Linked DNA regions of Sus scrofa: region 1 is linked to region 2. The links are chromatin contacts, called in public HiChIP or PLAC-seq maps. All regions are on one chromosome and are shown on one strand. Each heading gives the region's core, a stretch centred on a gene start, on an enhancer-like site or on the middle of the called end of the contact. The rest is flanking DNA. Distances are from core to core; before and after follow the strand shown. Region 1 holds the start of STK38 (serine/threonine-protein kinase 38). Region 2 holds the start of KCTD20 (BTB/POZ domain-containing protein KCTD20).

Region 1 (6,520 bases), core at 1,803-4,302, 110 kb after region 2:
TAAGGGGAAATTACAGAAAGAATAATCTCTTCAGAGCAAAGAGATTCAAAATCAAGGCTCTAGTGGAGTTCTCCTGTGGCTCAGTGGTTAACGAATCTGACTAGGAACCATGAGGTTTCAGGTTCAATCCCTGGCCTTGCTCAGTGGGTTAAGGATCCAGCGTTGCTGTGAGCTGTGGTGTAGGTTGCAGACGCGGCTCGGATCCCAAGTTGCTGTGGCTCTGGTGTAGGCTGGCAGCTACAGCTCTGGTTAGACCCATAGCCTGGGAACCTCCATATGCCTCAGGAGCAGCCCTAGAAATGGCAAAGACAAAAAAAAAAAAAAAAAAAAAAACAAGGCTCTAGTTCAAACATTATGATTCATGATCTGCCAAAATGATCAGTAATCACAAATTCAAGACATTGAACTCATCCCTTCCTTATATAAAATGTTATTTTTTTATGGGGAAGTTTCTGTTACTATCAAAGCAAACTCAAATGTTTTTAGAATATCAGTAGAATTTTTTTTTAAAAAACCTCTGTCTGGTTTATGAAGCTTGGGTGTGGTTCCTTATTTGTCAGTCTGTACCCCCTCCACCCACAATGAAAACCACATGCACTCTAAGTTTGGTGAAGAAATTTTAAAACCAGATTTAAAAACAAGTCTGAAGCAAGAGAGGGTTTTGTACTCCTCCCTTGTAGGAATATTTCTGCAGAGTGTTTTTGTCTCTCTACATATATATATATTTATATTTTAACAAATGAAAGTACTTCACATAAAAATATAACTAGAGAATGTTTAAGCTTAATACAAACAGTGCCTTCCATATAACAGGGCTAATAAACATAAGTTGAGTAAGTTAATGATTTTCAGTTGTCAGCGAAGCTAAGAATAAAATCACATTTACATTGACAGGATATAAAAACTGGGGAACAAAAGTTTTGACCCATTTATGTTGCTAGCATGTTCCCCAACTTTGTAAAAGATCAACAGAAGATTAAGTGTACTCAAAGATGCTCATATGGCAGACCAGTAATTTTCTAGCAGAATGGTTTTCAACCTTCACAGTCTCTAATGTAATAGCAAAGGATGAACTGTCCTTCCCTTTGACCTTTCTTCAAAACCTCCTCCCTGTCCTTTTCCTCCCCTCATAAAAGGATTAGCTTAATTCCAATAACCTTTCATCAAAAATTACAATCACTTTTCCTCTGTAACAATTAGTAGGTTTACTGGGCCCACCAAGTACTTGTTGTAAGACAGGGCTTTTCCTCATGCTTTAGACAACTCAAGCCTTCCTGCCCTGACCACTGAAAGCCCTTGCCCTGTTTCTTTCATTCTCCAACTCCGTAGAATTAATAGCTAATAAGTAGGGGAGAAATTCTTAAAAAGCTTAAAAACTTTAACAAAAAAAACTGTGATCCTCATAAGTCAGGGGTAGGTACTGCAAACAGTAAAAGGAGACCAAATGAAAACTCTTGTTTTATTCAATCCAGGTGATTTACGGTTGACTGTCTCTACAATGGGACTGTTAACTCCACAAGTACCCCTTTTCTCACCAATTCTTTAATTCATTGTGACTAACAACCCAATACTTTCATTTGGACAATTCAACACTGGGGCTAAGACTATTCCTTGAGAGTCACATATCTAATTTCTACTAAACTGTAAGCCACTGAAAGACAAGTACTCTGTCTTATACTACTTTTAGTATCCTTCACCATATATATCATGCACGATGCTATGCACTTAGTAGGTACCTTATAAAAGACTTAGTAGGGAAACGCCCATTTCTTATGCCCATTACTAAGAGCTAAGAACATGTATCTATGAAAGGGGGCGCGGTTAGGACAGGAATGGTTTTCTTAGAGTCAGATAGAGTTGTTCCTCCTGTGCTCTGATGAGGAAGCTGCTATCTAATGTCTGGGTGGAGAGTGGAGCCTGTTATTGTGGTGCTGGTAGTTTTAGGCTTAGGGAAACCACATCCACTGCCTGGCTAAGTCTAATTCAGAGCCAAAGAGAGCTGAAAGGGAGAAGCAGCACAGGGTCTCCTTCACTGCAACCTTTCTCTACACTTTTCCAAAAGAACAAGTTCCTCCGTCTTTTAGTCACCTGGGAGCGCTGGCCTCCCCACTTTCCCTGCTGCACACTTTCTCCAAGTCTTTCTGCACAGACTTTGCTTTAAGTCCTTAGTGATTTGCCTTCTCCACTCTCTTCTTAAAAATCTCCCACTACAGTTTCTTGTGGTTTTCAGATGACCTGAAGCCCGGGACCCTAAGACTAACCGTAGGGAAGGGGGCAGATTCAAAGGTCCCGTGGGGTGGGGGCTTTCGACATCGCTGCCTCACACAACACCTCTCACGTTCTTAGACAACCCCTCCAAAAAGGTGAAAATTGTTAACGACCGACATCCCGGAGGAGACTGAGCGGGTGGCAGTGAGCAGACAAAGCTGGCAACACAGAAAGAAGACAGCCTGGCTCCCCACCCCAAATGCACACGACTAAAGAGAAAGGAGTGGTGGGGAGCCCGGGGCTGGAAAAACGTGCCGAGGACCCACAAGGAGCCTCTGGAAGCCGGGAGGAGGGGGGCTGTCTGTCAGGGGGGGCTGTCTGTCAGGAGGGGCAGAAAGAGCAGGGCTGGAAAGAGGGCGCCAGCAGGCAGGGGAGAGCCCCAAAAAGAGTCGGGGAAAGAGGAGAGATGAAGGGAGAAGCCTGAGCCAGACTGAAGACAACAGCAGCAAGATACTCACCAGAGACCCGGGGGAGGCAGGGCTGAGGGCGCAGACAGCCGCAGACGCCGGCCGAGCCAGCGGACTCGACGTGCGGACAGGCGAAACCCCAGCGGCAGCAGCCAGCCGACCAGAAGAGGGGTGGGGACGCGTAAGGAGCTCTGAGGTAGGGGGCCGAGGGGCGGTTGTCGGTGAGGACAACAGGAAGCGCCCCAACTGCCGGAAAAGACGACAAGCGGAGGGGCCGAGGCAGCCGGGTCCCCAGCCGCGGAGACAGGCTGGCGCGGCGGCCAGGGGCCCAGACTGCGCAAGCGTGACTTCCCAGCGACGCGGCGCGGGCTTTCCGGTCTGCGCGTGCGCGGCCCCGCCCCTCTCCGACTCAATTCAGCAGGAGAGACTGGGTTGCGCTCAGAAGAGTGAGGTGTGGGGCCTTATCCTGGTGGGCGGGGCTCGGCTCGGGAAAGGGTCTTTTTTTTTTTTTTTGAACTTTTTACTTTGAAATAATTTTTCTCACAAGAAGTTGCAAAATCAGTACAAAGAGGTCCTTTTTACCCATCACCCACTCAGCTGCCCTCAACATCTTACATAACTAAAATCTATGATCAAAACCAGGAAATTGACATTGGCGGGATACAATTAACTACACCAAAGCAATTAACTAGATTACAAACCTGCCTCGTATTTAACCAGTTTGGCAGGCACTCTGTGTGTGTGAGTGTGCGCTCGTGCGCGCGCTCGTCTGTAGTTCTATGAAATTCTATCACTCTAGTAGTTGTGATCCCCCGCTTCTCCTGGATGTTTCGACCGTCCTAAATAGGTCCTCTGGAGGGCTTGGCCCCACCTCCTCTTAAAGTAAGGATTAATGCGACTTGACTTGGCTGGGGTCATTGGATAACAGGAGGTCATCCCAGTGTGCCCAGAAGAACCTGCTTTTCAAGGCTACCCAGCAGCTTAGTCTGTACCACCCCTTGGGTTAAAGAGGTCCCAAGCCTTTGGACAGTCATTCCTTCCTTGAGAGTGGAGCGCAGTGCTCTTGACCAGTAAGTGTCAGGCTTCTGGAAACAAGATGAGTAAGACATGGTCCCTGCCAGCCTTCAAAGAAGTCATCTAGGCAACGAAAGAAACATGTGTGAAAGTCATTCTTCAGGGTGCTTTATGATATTATGTTGCCCCCACGCTCTTGTGTAGCTGTGTAAGACCGTGGGTGTTGGTTTTATCCTTCAAGCTTGGGGTCCCAGGCTTTGTTTCCTTAATGGTCTTAAAAACATAGGCCTTCCTTGACTGCTTTCATCTTTCTAGACTTCAAAGCCCGGTTTCCTTTTGTCTAGCACACAAAAACCACTTCATCTTTTGTTCTCTCAGCTCAGAGGCCCTTCTCCCCCAGTGCCTTTGTCAAATTCTTCCCCAGCCTTAACGATTTAGTAACAGTGCCAGATGTTTGCATTAGCATTTTCAGTTTACAAACCACAGGCAAGCACTTAATCTCAGGTGATCCTCAAAACTCTTTTTTTCCTTCTTCCATTTTTATTGAGGTATGATTGACACACAGCATGCTATAAGTTTAAGGTGGGCAGCATAATGATTTGAATTACATACATCTTGAAATGATTATCACAGTAAGTTTAGTGAACATCCATCACCTCATGTAAATACTTTTTTTTTTTTTTTTTTTTTTTTTGCTTTTTAGGGCTGCACCTGCAGCATATGTAAATTCCCAGGCTAGGGGTCCAATCACAGCTCTGGCTGCCGGCCTACGCCTCAGCCACAGCAACACCCAGATCCTTAACCTACTGAGCGAGGTCAGGGATCAAACCACATCCTCATGAATGCAAGTCAGGTTCCTAACCTGCCAAGCTACAACAGGAACTCCCAAAAATATTTTTTCCTTGTGATGAGAAATTATTTACTCACTTAACCACTTTCATATATAACATATGGCAGTGTTAATTATATTTATCATGGTGTACATTATATCTCTAGTACTTGTAATTGGAAATTTGTATTTTTTGACCACCTTCACCTAGCTTCCCCTTCCCCACTCTGGTAACCACAGATCTGAATTCTTTTTCTGAGTCTGTTTGGCTGGTTTTGAAGTATACGACACTGTGTTAGTTTCTATTATACAAAATAGTGATTCAGTATTTCTATACATTTCAAAATTATATAAGTCTGGGAGTTCTCATGCGACTCAGCTACTGGCATTGTTTCTGCAGTAGCTGAGGTCACTGATGTGGTGCAAGTTCGATCCCTGGCCTGGAACTTCCGCATGCCCTGGGAGTGGCCCAAAACAAAAATAAACAAGCAAAAAGAGATATAAGTCTAATTGTAAGTCATCTCACAAAGATATTACATAGTTATTGACTATATTCTCCATACTGTGACTCATTTATTTTGCAACCAGAAGTTTGTACCTCTTAATCTCCCTCACCTATTTCCCCCATTCCTCCTACTCACCTCCCCTCTGACAACCACCTATCTCTGTACCTATAACTGTACCATAATACCCTCTTCCATCCATGTTGTCACAAATGGCAAGATTTCATTCTTTTTCATGACTGAGTAATACTCCACTATATATGCATACACCACATCTTCTTTATCCATTTATCTATTGATGGGCACTCAGGTTGTGTCCATATCTTGGTTGTTTTAAATAATATTGCAAGCGGAGGGCCACAGACCAGACAGGTATAAATAATGTTGCAGAAATGTAGGGGTGCATATGTCTTTTCTAATTAGTGTTCTTTTCTTCAGATAAATACCCAGGAGTAGAAGATGCATCAAATGGTAGTTCAATTTTTAATTTTTTGAGGAATCTTCATTCTGTTTTTCATAGTGGCTGCACCAAAGCCAAGGATAGATCAGCGCTATCAAAAAGCATTGAATGTGGAGTTCCTGTTATGGTGCAGTGGAAATGAATCTGACTGGGAACCATGAAGTTGAGGGTTTGATCCCTGGCCTCGATCAGTGGGTTAAGGACCTGGCATTGCCGTGAGCTGTGGTGTAGGTCGCAAACACAGCTCAGATCCCATGTTGCTGTAGCTATGGTGTAGGTTAGCAGCTGTATCTCCGATTTGACCCCTAGCCTGGGAACCTCCATATGCCAAAGGTGCGGCCTTAGAAAAGACAAAAAAAAAAAAAGAATTCTCTTCCTCAAAAGATGTGCATAGTTACTTTCTCTGAGTGGGTGAATTATGAGTGATTATTATTTCTTATACTTTTCTGTACTTTCCAAAGTTTCCACATTGGACCCATATAACTTTTAATTTAGTTTTCATTTTTATGAAAGTAATACACACATGGACTTGAAAAAGCCAAATGATCTACAAGATTTATAATGATAAACAGCAGTTCCTTGCCCCACCCCCTCCCAGTGGAGTTAGTCAGCAAGCAGCTGCTTTCAGTGCTTTTATTCTACTATTTATCTCTGTTTCTAAATAACATTGTTTTCTTCTCTTAAATTTTCTTTCCTTTTTTTTTTTTTGCTTTTTAGGGCTGAACTTGTGGCATATGGAGGTTCCCAGGCTAAGGGTCCAATCGGAGCTATAGCTGCCGGCCACAGCCACAGCCACAGCAACACCAGATCCAAGCCTTGTCCATGACCTACAGCACAGCTCACGGCAACACCAGCTCCTTAACCCACTGAGCAAGGCCAGGGATCAAACCTGCAACCTCATAGTTCCTAGTCAGATTCGTTTCCACTGAACCCCGACGGGAACGCATCTCTTAAATTTTCAGTTTTTGATGTTTTTAAATTTCCTCAGTGAAGATGAAGATTTAACTTACACCACAACTTCCATAACTTACTTCACGAC
Region 2 (6,853 bases), core at 300-2,799:
TGGGTTGACAGAGCCAGAGGTGGAAGCAGCCGGGAATGCTGAGTTACCCACTTGAAGGTGAGCAGCCTTGTAGAATCACTGCCTACAGGTGACTAATGGAGCGTAATAAGCTAGCCCATCCTTATTCAAACACAGTACCAGGTCCTTACAATCATTATAAGTGAAGTGAGAGAATAGGAACTGGGAATGCCCTCTATAGCTCTAAGATCAAATTATAATGATCAAGTTTATAGCTTGTTTTTGAAATTAAAGTTGTTGCCTTTAATGAGGCAATTTTGCTGTACAAGTATCCCACAACCATTTGCAACCTACTGGAATGAGATATTTGCTCATATTTCTTCCATTTCAATGCTAATCCTCATTAGCCCCACATTAATTGCTAGACTTACATAAAAAAGTTGACTCAAAACACTGTTATTAACTTAATAGGTTTTGAATAGTTTGCATAATCAATATAGCTTTTTATTTAAATTTCATAACTTTTATTATTTATTTATTTATGTCTTTTTGGGGCCACACCCTAAAAAGGCATATGGAGGTTCCCAGGCTAGGGGTTTAATCGGAGCTGTAGCCACCGGTCTATGCCAGAGCCACAGTAACTCGGGATCCGAGCCGCGTATGCGACCTACACCACAGCTCAGGGCAATGTCAGATCTTTAACCAGCTGAGCAAAACTGAGCGAGGCCAGGGATCGAACCCGCAACTTCATGATTCCTAGTCGGATTCGTTTCCTGCTGTGAAGTACAAAAAACAGAAGAAATGACAAAAAGGACTGATGCTATTTCTTTCTTTTCATGCTTTTTAGGTCATGGACTATATACAGATTTTTTTTGTTTTGTCTTTTGTGTTTTTAGGGCCGCACACGTGGCATATGGAGGGTCCCAGGCTAGGGGTCAAATGGAAACTGTAGCTGCTGGCCAGCGCTCACCGCAATGCAGGATCCTCAACCCACTGAGCGAGGCCAGGGATAGAACCTGCATCCTCATGGATAGTAGTCAGGTTCATGTCCTCTGAGCCACAAAGGGAACTCCAGGTTTTTTGAGTGTTGAAATATTTTACTCGTAGCACGGCCAATTTCCCACTAATTTGCTTCAGGTTGATTAAAAATTTGTAATTCTGCTTTATTTGCTATGGTATGTAGTTTCATTAAACTCAAGGTTAGGGGGAGAACGTGGGCATTTCCCGCCCTCCTTTCGGTCAGAATGCCTATGCAGATACGGGCTTCCAAGCAAAACGTGTTAAAGGAACTCCATCATTCTTGCCGTCTCCTCCACCAAAAGTATGCAAAGATCTGGCCTCCACAATTTTCTAAAAGCACTAGCTGTCCCAGGGCTGTGCGAGCTTATTTCACAATTCAGGTAACTACTAACTTTTCCGTTTTATATCTTTAATAATTGAAAGAGGGTATCCGCAGCTCGGAAACCAATCTACCCTGGTAGTGACGGAGTGAGAACGACCGCACTGCAGGGCTTGCGCGGGATGAAACGGGACCCCCTACTGCGTGTGGCCCAGCGGGCGGGCCCGAGCCCGACCTTCCCGGCGTGCCCTGCGCGCCGAGGGGGACTCTTAACGTGAAGTGCTGGGTTACTCAGCCGCGTGGCCGCGCGGGCCGAGGCGGGGGCGCGCGCCGCTGCGGCACTACCGGTCCCCGCGGCGACTGCTCGCGGCGCCGGGTGCGCGCGCCTCCCGGGTGGATTCGGGCCCCGAGCGCGAGAGCGCGGCAGGGAGCGTCAGGTAAGTCGAGGCGCGGGACAGGTTGGAGGCGAAGACCCGGTGTGGCAGCGGGCCTGGCCCCAAAAGGTGCTTTCCTGTCGGGGGCTGGGGAGCCATCTCCTCCGGGCGCCGCTCGGGTGGCCGGCGCCGGGTCGGACCTCCAGTTGAAAGGCCGCGGGGCTACGGTCATCTCGAGGAAAAACGTTGGCAAAGGAGTTGCGGCCGCTGGTTTCCTTGCTGAGGGTAAAGCCTGTTTTTGGGGGGCAGAAGGGAGTCGATTTATGTGGAAATAGCACCGTCGTGGGGACGACTAAAGTATCAACTTGACTTTTCTGCAGGCCTTTTGGTGTTTTTATCCCCAAAGAAGAAAAATGATGAGCCCTGCCGTGTAAATGGATAAAACGTTTGCAGACGCGTTCTTTTCTAGCAACTAATTGAATTCATTAAAAATTAGGTAGTTGGTCAGACTTTTTCCCAAACTCTGGAGCGGAGAGTGCACACTTTTTGCGCCCCTGCTTCGAAGTATGTCTTCTCTGCCACCCACAAATTGCTAGCTTTCATCAGTGCCTCTGAGTGTGAAAGCGCTGGGGGAGCCTGAACCGGTAATTTTCTTTTAAATAAAACCTTGCTTTGTATAGCGTTCAGTGTCTTCAGGTTTACAAGCCTAGTTTTGCTCTATTGAAAAAATCTATTTTGGAGTTTGTGATTCTTTCTGAAAATTCCTGGATTGAACCTACTGATTTTTAATCGAGAAACCAGTGAACAAACTAACAAGATAAACAAGGCTGTGAGGAACTGGTTAACCAGTTTATGAAAATGCGTTTTTCAGGCCCTTTTAATTGTTCCCTTAGTAGCTGTTAAACAGCTATCTGCAGCTGTTACCTGAGAATTTAAGGGTTTTTTTTAATGTTCCCCCAAACAAAGTGTTGTAGTTACAGCAGTTGAATATGATGAATCGGAGTCAAAGAACTTCACCCTCAACGCGTCCTGGTGCCTGACACTTCCACCCACCCCACCCCCCACCTCGATTCTGGGACAGTAGTTCTCAAAATAAGTTTGTGCCTTAAAAATGCCAAAACCCCTCCCAGAAATTTTAAAAATAATTTAAAAAAATTTTATACAATTTTTAAAGGTCACTTTCCATTTGCAGTTATTACAAAATATTGGCTGTATTCCTGGTGTTATACAATGCATCCTTCAGCCTATCTTATACCCAATAGTTTGTACCTCCTTTCCCCCTCCCCTGTATTACTCCACCACCACCACTAGTTTTTTTCTCTATATTTGTGAGTCTGCTTCTTTTTTGTGCTATTCACTGGTTTGTTGTTGTTGTTGTTGTTTAATTTCACATATAAGTGATACACAGTATTTGTCTTTCTGTGTCAGAATTCTTTCACTTAGCATACTGCCCTCCAAGTGCATCCATGTTGCTGCAAATGGTAAAGTTTCGTTCTTTTTTTATAGTTGAGTAGTAGTCCATTTTGTATGTGTATCACCTCTTTTTTTAGCCGTTTATGTTACTTCTTTGTCCTGGGAATTGTAAATAATGCTGCTATGAACATTAGGGCATGTATCTTTTTGAATTAGTGATTTGGGTTTTTTTAGATATACAACCAGGAGTGGAATTACTGGGTCATATGGTAATTGTGTTTTTATTTTTTTAAGAAACCTCCATACTGTTTTCCACAGTGGCTGCACCAATTTACATTCCCACCAACAGCGTACGAGGGTTCCCTTTACATCCTCACCAACATTTATTTGTATTCTTTTTTTGATGATAGACAGGTGTGAGGTGATATCTCATGATTTGTACTACTCCCAGAAATTTGATTCTAGAGATCAGTGATGGATCCTCTAGGCTGCATTTTAAGCACGCACCTCCTCCATTGTTCTGTTCTTGGTGATCCAGGGACCACACTTTGAGAAACGTCATCATAGGGCTGGCGTGAGAATTCTTAGAACTGCCCAACTTCCTTATCCCTTTGTTGATTTACTTTCCTCTGCTGCCTATCCAATCATAAGCCAAGGTCTGACTCTCTGGAAGGAAACTTCAGGAAGGATAGTGCTTTCTTGGACTCTGACACCAGAGTAGGAAATACTTTCATGCGTATTCCGATATTGCCTGAGAGGTAGTCCTTGCCTATTACTCTGTCCTTTTACCTCCTGGGGGCTGCTTTCAGTGTCATCAGTGTGTAAGCCATGCCGTTAGGCCATCTCCCTCTCCTCCCCGCTAATTCAGTCTCCTTCCCCTTAGAACCAGGGCAGCCAATGCCATGTAATTCCCATGGCCTTGAGGTCTCAGATTTCCTGGTGTGTAGCAGCACCAGTAGCATTTATGAGCGCTTTCAGTTCACCTGAACATGAATTCAGTCATCACATACCCCAGTAATGCCTATTTTGTGCAAAGCACTGTAATAGGTCATTTTAGCAACAACACTGCACAGAGGTTGCAGAGTTGCATTGCTCCCTTGAGGCCATAGGAGGGCTGGAGAGCCTCCTCTGCTGCCAAAAGCTTTTTCTGTTTCTTAGTCCCTCTTAAGATCGATGTGGAGAGGAATAAGGCTGGAGTTAGGCTGTGTGTTTTTGACCTTTTTCTGTCTTTCTTTTTGGTGTCCGTTTTTCTTATTAATCTTTTTCTATTGATTTACAAAATGTCATGTCGTTGCTTCTATACTCTGGGCTTCCCGAATCAACATGCCTACCCCTCCTTGGCTAATGGGAGTAAAAAGTTAGGGAAATTGTTGGAATACTGGATGTTTTCTGGTTGTAAGACCCAGAATCATGGAACTAAGAGGCTTAGAGAAACCAGGGAACCTATTGCAAGTTTCCCTAGTGCAATCCCCTTGCCTTTAAGATGAGGAGTCTGAGAGATGAGATGGCTGAGTGAGGACTCCTGGCTCTTAGCCCAGTGTTCTTCCCACTAAATCATTGCAGGAAGAATGCTTCAAAAATGGAAAAAGTTTGAAGAAACTCAGCTATAAGTAGATGAAGAAAACTGAGAGACTTTCACCCGAGTACAAAAGCAGTATTTGGAAAAATGGAGATTGAAGGACACTGTGTTCTAACTACATAAATAAACCATGAAGAGTGGAAATACTAAAATAAGGAACTCTGGAGCTTGAGATAAATAGTAAAAGAGTTCCCTCTGTGGTGTAGTGGGTTAAGGATCTGCAGCTGTGGCATAGGCCAGCAGCTGCATCTTGGATTTGATCCCTGGCCTGGGAACTTCCATATGCTGCAGGTGCGGCCAAAAACCATTAGTAAAAGAACAAATAAGAGCAAACAGTTACCTTGTTAATCCCAAGAAATTTAGGAACTTGGTATTTTTTTTTTAATTCAGTAAAGGTTAAGATAAATACACTGGTGAATTTTTATTATATACTAGATATTTGGACAGTATCCAGAATATTTTGAAGGTGCCACATAACTATACTGTCATCCTTACCAAAGTTATAAGTGTCTTCGTGGAAGATAGAATATAAGACTGATATATAGCTACTAATCTGATTGAGTATACGTCTGAAAAATAGGTTATTGGAATAGTATATGTCTTTCTGCAATAGTAGGCAGGAAGTAACTATGGCTGAAAGAAGAGAATCTTGAGAACTTCTTGCTAAAAATAGCAAGAAGTCCCCAAATTAGACCTTGTTGGATAGTTCTTGTGTATTCATGAAAGTAGAATTAGAAATAGTAAAGACTTAATAATTAGCAGACGTTGTTATGTACCAGACACTCTGCTAAATGTTTTTATATCCATTGTCTCATTTAATTTTCTCCATTTTGTAGCTAAGGGATCTGAGACACAAAGAACTGAAGCTTGCCCAAAGTCATTCACCTGGCAAGTTGGCAGGGCCAGTGTTCAAAACTTAAACTGACTACAAAACCATTTAAGATTTACCCTCAAAAGTGCCCTCATTATACTTCATTGAGTAGTGGTTAAGAATGTTGGCTTTGGAGCCAGTTTTTTCTGGGTTTAAATCCTAACTCCTTCCTTTACTAGCTTGGATATTTGTCAGTTTTTATGTCTCTGAAATGGAGGTTGTAATAGTGCCTTCCTCAGAGGGTTATTAGGATTGAGTTAATTCGTGTAAAATGCTTAGGTCTGTGCCTGACCATTTTAAGTTCTCAGGAGATGCTGGCTATTAGTTATTTTTTAATAATTTAAGATACTATTTTCTTTAGATGAAACTTTATCTCTGTTCTTTACTATAGCATGGGGCAGGGGCTTACTAGAATTTTGGGAAACACTTGGGTGTAGTGGAAAGATCTGTGACAGGATTTGGTTAAGATTATTAAAGTTCAACTTCTTAGAATAAAACAGCTAACATCTATACTTCTACATGAAGATCACAGTTTATACCTTAAAACCATGTAAGACTCCTTCCATGTATTTGCTGTAAATCACTGTTTTGGTGGGAGAGAGTGACATTTAATTTTTGCAGTTGTATCTGTGTTAGAATTTGTTCGAATTGCTGTAACGAAGTACCACAGACTGTTTAGCTTAAACAACAAATTTATTTTCCCACAGTTCCAGAGGCTGGAAGTCTCAAATGCAAGGTGTTGGCATGGTTGGTTTCTTCTGAGGCCTCTCGCATTGGCTGCCTTCTCCTACCTGTGTCTTCCTCTCCTCCTCTCCTTAAAAGGACACCAGTTACACTGGATTAGGGCCCACCTCAGTGACTTCATATCATCATTTTTCTTTTTCTTTCTTTCTTTTTTTTTTTTTTTTTTTTTTTTTGCTTTTCAGGGTTGCACCCAAGCTATATGGAAGTTCCCAGGCTAGGGGTCAAATTGGAGCTACAGCTGAGGCCACAGCCACAGCAATGCGGGACCTGGACCATGTCTGCAACCTACACCACAGCTCATGGCATTGCCAGGGATCAAACCCAGTCCTCACAGATACTAGTCTGGTTCATGATCTGCTGAGCCACAATGAGAACTCCCATATAATCTTAATCATCTCTTTAAAGGTCCCATTTCCAGTTACATTTTGAGGATTTAGGGCATTGAACTTCAACATATGAATTTTGAGGGAAACACCATTTTTTTTTTTTATGGCCACACCCATGGCACCTGAAGGTTCCCGGTCCAGAATTGAACCTGAGCCACAGAATTGAACCTGAGCCACAGCTATGACTTA

What was found. HiChIP or PLAC-seq counts read pairs in DNA pulled down with a chosen protein or histone mark.
Region 1: an H3K27ac HiChIP or PLAC-seq map of alveolar macrophages shows a contact between it and region 2. The contact joins the promoter of STK38 here to the promoter of KCTD20 in region 2. A contact is called at or near these places in 1 of 5 promoter capture datasets (fetal skeletal muscle), 4 of 47 Hi-C or Micro-C datasets (alveolar macrophages, fetal heart ventricle, psoas muscle and 1 more) and 1 of 2 datasets of contacts at active chromatin or transcription factors (alveolar macrophages).

Annotation. Positions count from the first base shown.
Region 1 is chr7:32,250,621-32,257,140 of Sscrofa11.1, forward strand. STK38 (serine/threonine-protein kinase 38) reads right to left here and starts at 3,053. Exons shown (of 14, transcript XM_001929552.7): 1 at 2,727-3,053.
Region 2 is chr7:32,144,495-32,151,347 of Sscrofa11.1, forward strand. KCTD20 (BTB/POZ domain-containing protein KCTD20) reads left to right here and starts at 1,550. Exons shown (of 8, transcript XM_005665921.3): 1 at 1,550-1,734.